Linked DNA regions of Rattus norvegicus: region 2 is linked to region 1. Evidence: chromatin contacts called from public Hi-C data. All regions are on one chromosome and are shown on one strand. The core of a region is the stretch at or near the end of the contact, and the rest is flanking DNA. Distances in the headings are between cores, read along the strand shown.

Region 1 (3,421 bases), core at 596-3,095:
CAACCCAGCACAGCTGCTACATTTTGAAGATGTTCCCCAAAGCCCATGTATTAAAACTGCCTCGAGTGTGGTGTGGTTGTGCTCCTTCCTGTAATTCCAGCATTTAGGAGAGGAAGGAAGGAGCACAGTGTGTAACCGTTGAGTAAGACCTGTAAGGACATGAGGACATCAGAAAGTCTGTGCCTTTGTAAATGAGCATTACCTTTAGCTCAGTCTGGGGTTCACAGCAGAACCCCACATTCCCATACGCCCCAACCCCAAGCCTTCCCTTTTATCAAGAGTCTCATGCATCATCAGCACATCCGTCGGAGGCCAAGTTCACACTTGGACTCACCCTTTTGTTGTATGTTCCATGGGTCTCAGTAAATGTGTAATGTGTATACCCCACTGCAGCACCCACCCCAAATCCCTGTGCACCACCCAGGCATGCCTTGCATATACACACAACCTGATCTTTTAACTTTGGAGACTTTTGTTTTTAAAAAAATGCCTTCTGAGCAAGTCACAGAAGTTGGCAGAGGATGATGAGTCTCAGGAAAGCAATGTATGTATAAACTATGATTAGTGCAAAGTATAACATATTCTTCAAAAAGTTGACTATCCCTACAGTGATGTAAGACCAGACTACAGAGTCTGGTTCTCTATGTCTGACAGAACAGGTTTTATTTTAAGTGTTGATCTACTTTAAATAAAAGTTTTGGTGGGCAACTATTACTTTACAGTGAGACGTGACCTAGGTTATTGGCATAAATATCTAGGTAAATCACAAGGTAAAGTTTACATAAAATTTATGGAAGTCTGACAGCCCTGAGGTAACAGTGGTAATCATCCCTGTTACCTTAAAAAAAAAAAAAAACAAACAAACTTTAGGTCATGGCTGGAAAGATGGCTCAGTGGTTAAGAGCACTGACTGCTCTTCCAGAGGTCCTGAGTTCAATTCCCAGCAACCACATGGTGGCTCCCAACCATCTGTATTGGGATCTGATGCCCTCTCCTAGTGTGTCTGAAGACAGCACCTCATATAAATAAAATAAATATCTTAAAGGAAAAAACCTTTAGGTCATGAAAACAACTGTTTCCTGTAGTTGCTGAAGCTTCATCAAGAATTTTCCTCCAGGCTATTCAAAGTCTTTTGTCATCTGGTTTCAGTTTCACTTGGAAACATCTACAATCAGATTCATTAAAAAAAAAAAAAGTCAATAAGTACTCCTCAAATACAGTTTCCTGGTACTCCTCAAATACAGTTTCCTGGTAAGACTAGATTTATTTTATTTTATTTTTTTTTTTTTGGTTCTTTTTTTAGGAGCTGGGGACCGAACCCAGGGCCTTGCGCTTCCTAGGTAAGCGCTCTACCACTGAGCTAAATCCCCAGCCCTAGATTTATTTTATAAACATATTGATTTTTCTTTGGTTATCTTTGATAAAAACTGGTATTGCTGTAGAAAAAATTTTGTTGTTTGGTTTGGTTTGGCTTGGTTTGGTTTGGTTTGGTTTGGTTCAAAGTTATTCCTCCACCACAGGAATCTTTTTATTGATTCTTTTGTGATTTTCACATCATGCACTTCACACACACACACACACACACACCATCATCATCACCATCATCATAGAAAACATCTCATCACAGAAGCTGTAGCATGTAACCATGTGTCCCACAGTATATTCCTCTGCCCACACATCTTCACTTGTAAATGTTTGTTGCAATGAGATATTGGTCCAGATAGAGATCACTGGCTTCCATCACACCATCAATAGTGGATCCTGGCCAGGTCTCCTCCCCGTTATCCTGTTGTTGCCCTGTGTTGTGGAGATGATAATGATTTTGGAGTGGCCCAACTTGGAACCCTGGATCTGGGTCAGCCTGGCCGGTTCTCCCTCAGACGCACCACCAGGACAAACTCTCCAGCCCTGTTCCTGCTAGGTCACCCTGCCTTCTTGTTCTTCTGACCTTGTATCCTCAGGGCCAGCTCCACTGTTTTGCCCAGTTAAGGTCCACTCACCTAAGTACTAAAGCCAGCAAGGCACTGGGACAGCTCTCCCACTCACCCTCAGGGTTGGCTTGCCTGTGCTTTTGCCATCAGGGCTAGCTCCACTGTGTTGCCCAGACGAAGTCCAGGGCCCGCTCTCCCAAGTGATGCCACTGGTGAGGGGCAGGGCCAGCTCTCCTGCTCTTATGACCCTGGAGTCAGCTCTTCTGGCTGCATCGGTTGCTGAGGGTTAAGGAGGTAGAGGAGTGATGGGGCCAGCTCTCCCTCACATCCTCAAGACCAGCTCACCCATTCCCTCATCATCAAGGTTAGCTCTATTATGCTGTTCAGGTGAGGCCTGCTCTCCCAAGTACTGTAGCCTGTAAGAGGTAAGGACAGTTCTCCTGCTCTCATGACCCCAGCAGGGCCAGCTATTCCAAGTGCCACAGGTGGTGACGGAAGAGGCATGGGAGGTCATCACCCCACATCCATGACACTTCATGGCAGAAAAGTGGTGGGACTAGCTTTCCCATGTTCATGCCCTCGGGGCTGGCTCACCTGTGCCCCCAACATCAGGGTCAGCTCTGCTCTCCTGGCCAGGCAAGGTGCATAGCCTGAGAAATGGATCCAACTCTCCAAAGCACAGTCGCCAGTGAGGAACAAGGACAGTCATGCACAGTTCCTGGATACCCACATGATTTCCCAGTGGCTGCCCCAATCAAGATTTACATGTTCTTTTTAGTGGTAACAACACAGACCCCTGACACCGGCTACGCTGGCTGAGTAACCACAGATGGAGGCTCTCAGAGGCAGCTCATGCTGGGACCTCATCATGGTCCCAGGTAGCAGGGCTGGCCGCTCATAGCAGGTTACTCCTGGCCACCCTCAAGTCTCTAGTTCCACCTCTCACTCTCTCCCATCTGACCATCAGATACTCACACTGTGGTGGCTTCTGCTGCAGGCTGGTCATGCAGCTGGTAGGCCCCTGAGTGGCATCCTCTGTCCCCACTGCATGGCACTGTAGCAAGCAGGTGTCTTCTGCCCACCTATCCCTTGCACTGGAGGGCAGGTGTGTGGGTGGCATGGTGGTCTGCAGGTCTCTGTCTGTCTGACTTCTTCCGCATACAGTGCTGTGTGGCGGTAGGTAGGGCTCTGTGTGTCTATGGACTGACAGAGATGTGGGGTGAAGGACAGGTCTGTGGATGTCTTTCCCTGCCTGCATTGAGTAGCATGGTGGAATGCAGGTCTCTACCTGTCTTCTTCTTCCCACGCCACACTACCTAGATTTGATTCAAATCAATTTGATTCAATTTTTATGTGTTCCACGCATAAAACAGCTTCACCACCAAGCCAGGCATCAGGCTAGGATGAACAAAGTACCACATCCACTCTGCCCCTGACTGGTATAAGAACACCACCAAGGTGTCTCTTTGCCCATTGCCAGGGAGTGGGCA
Region 2 (3,274 bases), core at 511-3,010, 38 kb before region 1:
TGATATTTTAAAGCAAATCTTTCTGGTTCCCTACAGTTTCACTACTAAGCACATTTTAAAAAACATATTATCTTATTTTCTGCATGCAAGTCAATGATTTAGCCATTAATCACATAAGGCTAAGGACACAGTCTTATTTTCTGCCCCCTGTGAAAGAACATGGAGTCCTGCCTGTCATGCGTCTTGGTAGCATAAAAGCTTTTCTGAGAATGCTCCGATGCAGGCAGTCCTGACAACATGACTGCACCTCCCACTTTTTACCCTTTCTATTTTTGTCTTCCGCGCCCTCGGCTCCAGCTCTCTGCTGTTCTCAAACCATTATTGTCTTCTGGAAGCAACCCTCACAGCTGTGGCCTTTGTTGACAAATTCTTTCATCTCCTCTGGGCCTTAAATTATTTTCTCTTGCTCTGAAGTGAAAAGCCACCGGATCTTTCCAGAGACTGTTTTAGGGTCACAATTTGGTTTCTCCAAACTCTGAATGATTCAGGCCTTTCCCATCCTTGATTGACATCTCCCCTCAGAGGCCAGTAACTCATTCTTGAGACTCTCTACTTGCTCTATTGTAACTCACAGTTGAGGATTTGCTTTGTCCCATGTGATTTTCATGATTTTGGATGGTTGGTTTTAAATTGAAAAACTTGACTGTGGTGCATCTTAAATTCTTTGAGGATTATTCTCTAATAAAATCTTGTGAGGGGAAGGGGTTAAAAAAACCTTGCTACAGATATATGAAGTTGATTTTCTGTCTTGTCATAATAATACATTTTTAGTTGCTATAGTGTCTCTCTTCTTGATCTTTCTGTTGGATCATTTTACCTGGGACCCAGATGCTCTGTGCTACTTTTGCTTCAAGCACGTGGGATAGGTCCCTTAGGGCTTTATGGCAACAGGTGTGAAATCCCAACTCTTTGAGAGGCTGAGGCAGGAGAATCACAAGTCTGAGGCAACAGAGCAAGTTCAAGGCCAGCCTGATCAACTTACTGAGACCCAGACTCAAAGTAGAGGTAAAAAGAAGGTTAGCGCTGCAGCTTATGAGAGAGCAGTTTGGCTATAGCCAAAGGTGGTCTAGATCCTCTGGTCTGACCTTCTTTTCCCAGCATCCTCTTCTGCTCCTCGCTCCTCCACAGCATTTACATAACCCAGTTTAACAACCTGCTACCTTCCTTCCTGTTTTGGCGCCCATCATTCCTTCTTTATTCCCTGTAGTAATAAGGGCACTTCCATTGCACTTGCCTGAGAGTCTTGAACTGAGCTTGGGTTTCCTGCCATCTGGGTCTGGCTGGTTTGCAACTTCTCTTTGATGTTGCAATGCTTTTTCATTGAACTGGAGTGTGGGACTTCTGTAGCTTACTGGCTTATTTTCTTTCTCCTAAGACATGCCCATTTTTTTCCTTGAGCTCATTTTGCTGTTTTGTGCTGTTAATTTTTAATTGCTTCAGACTTGGGTGTTGGGGGTGGGGCAAGGCTGAGATTTGGCTTGAGTTTGGCTCTATTTGTATCCTTCATATTTCCCAAAAGCCCCACATGCTCGCTCTCTCTCTCTCTCTCTCTCTCTCTCTCTCTCTCTCTCTCTCTCTCTCTGTGTGTGTGTGTGTGTGTGTGTGTGTATGTGTGTGTGTCCTTCCTCCCTCCTTCTCTCCATCCCTCCTTCCTTCCTTTCCTCCCACCCTCCCTCCTCCTCTCCTTCTATCCCGCCCTTCCACCCCTCCACCCTCCCTCCCTGACAAGCCATTCTTGCAAGGCCATTGCTGCTGTGTGCAAAGGATGTCTCGGTAGGAGATGCTCAGGAACCCAGCCCTGCACAGTCATGAGCCTGGCCATCTGGAAGTTGCCTCTTACTCAATGAAATGGAGTAAACATTGTCCATTATGAAATCCATCACGCAGGCTGCCAGGGACGAATGGGATCCCACCCAAAGCCAATCATTGCTCTGACAGGGAAGTTGGCTAGTGCTGCCTGAGACTACTCCAGCCTCCCCCGTCCCTGATGTCACAATTCAGAGGCTGCTGCCTGCCTGGGAGGTTGTAGAAAGAGCTGCAGGTTTTCTTTGTGTGTCCTACAGAGCTCCCTGAGCCAGGTCCCTGTTGGACGGCAGTTATGAAAAAATACCTCCTCCCCGTCCTGGTGCTCTGCCTGGGTTACTACTATTCTACAAATGAAGAGTTCAGACCAGGTGAGTACCACTGTGTTCCTCACTAGAGGAACAGGCTTAAAACACAAGGGTTTCTAAAGATCTAGCTGTGTTCTTGATCCCTACACCACTGAGAAAGAGGAACCCCGAATGTGAGTCTGTAAACCCTGGATCCTCCAGCCACAGGCTGCAGGCAGGAGGGGACTGGGAGGGGTGAACCATACAGCCAAGGAGGCTATGCTTTGCTTGGCCTGCAGCATGGAAAGCAATGTCAGATCTACAGAAGTGAAGGTAGTACCCAGACACATCGCTCAGTCAGATAGCTGTGATCTATGGAGACACTGATAGCCGAGAAGCCAAAATAAAAAACAGAAAGGGCTATGAAGTTGATGACTAAGTAGAGGCTCTGTGGACACATTTTTGTGATACTTTTTAAAATTCCCTTTAGTGTTAGCAAAATTAGATTATGCCAAAAGGGTTGAACTTGGGTAGTTTCGCCAAACTCTGACCTCTCTGGCCTTGTCTCTGTGATCTCTGCACATGGAGATGTTTTAGGAATGAAGGCAAGAAGGCTCGGCTCTGGACATCCAGGCCAAACCTGTGTTTGAGAGCCTGTTTATGAATAACCTTAAGTGTTGCTTCAGTGTTTTACGGCATGAGGCAAAATGATCTGGGCTCACAGCCTTTGAGTATGGAAAGTGAGACAAGGCTTTGGGGACACTCATTGCTTCTGTGCTTTCCCAGAAATGCTCCAGGGGAAGAAAGTGATTGTCACTGGGGCCAGCAAAGGGATCGGAAGAGAAATGGCATATCATCTGTCAAAAATGGGAGCCCATGTGGTATTGACTGCAAGGTCGGAGGAAGGGCTCCAGAAGGTGAGCATTCTGTAGCCACAGATAAGCCTGCCTTCTTGTGTCCAGCTTATAGTCTCACACTTATGTACAAAGGCTTCCCCCATACACACACACACACACACACACACACACACACACACACACACACTCAGTGTTGTTAGCCAGAGTTCTTTGATTATGTATGTTCACAATTGTACCTGTTCATACACATTGCCCATGGACAGATACATGTATCCAGAAACTGGGATTCCTTTACCTGCTCATGCGTTTATGTTGTCATGCCCCACA

What was found. A called contact is a pair of places that touch in the nucleus more often than the background predicts.
Region 2: a contact with region 1 is called in a Hi-C map of liver, with 5 times the contacts expected there. The contact joins the promoter of Hsd11b1 here to the enhancer-like site in region 1. A contact is called at or near these places in 4 of 12 Hi-C or Micro-C datasets (hepatocytes, kidney and liver).

The regions. Positions count from the first base shown.
Region 1 is chr13:107,263,490-107,266,910 of GRCr8, reverse strand. It overlaps the pseudogene LOC120096391. Among named protein-coding and RNA genes, the nearest start is that of Traf3ip3, 17 kb to the right of the region's middle. Within about 2 kb of position 1,845, at least 3 of the 93 cell types and tissues checked have an H3K27ac peak or open chromatin away from gene starts, as enhancers often do. A contact at or near this core is called in hepatocytes and liver, where this site is marked.
Region 2 is chr13:107,301,987-107,305,260 of GRCr8, reverse strand. Hsd11b1 (hydroxysteroid 11-beta dehydrogenase 1) reads left to right here and starts at 1,760. Exons shown (of 6, transcript NM_017080.2): 1 at 1,760-2,174; 2 at 2,877-3,007. The coding sequence starts at 2,099.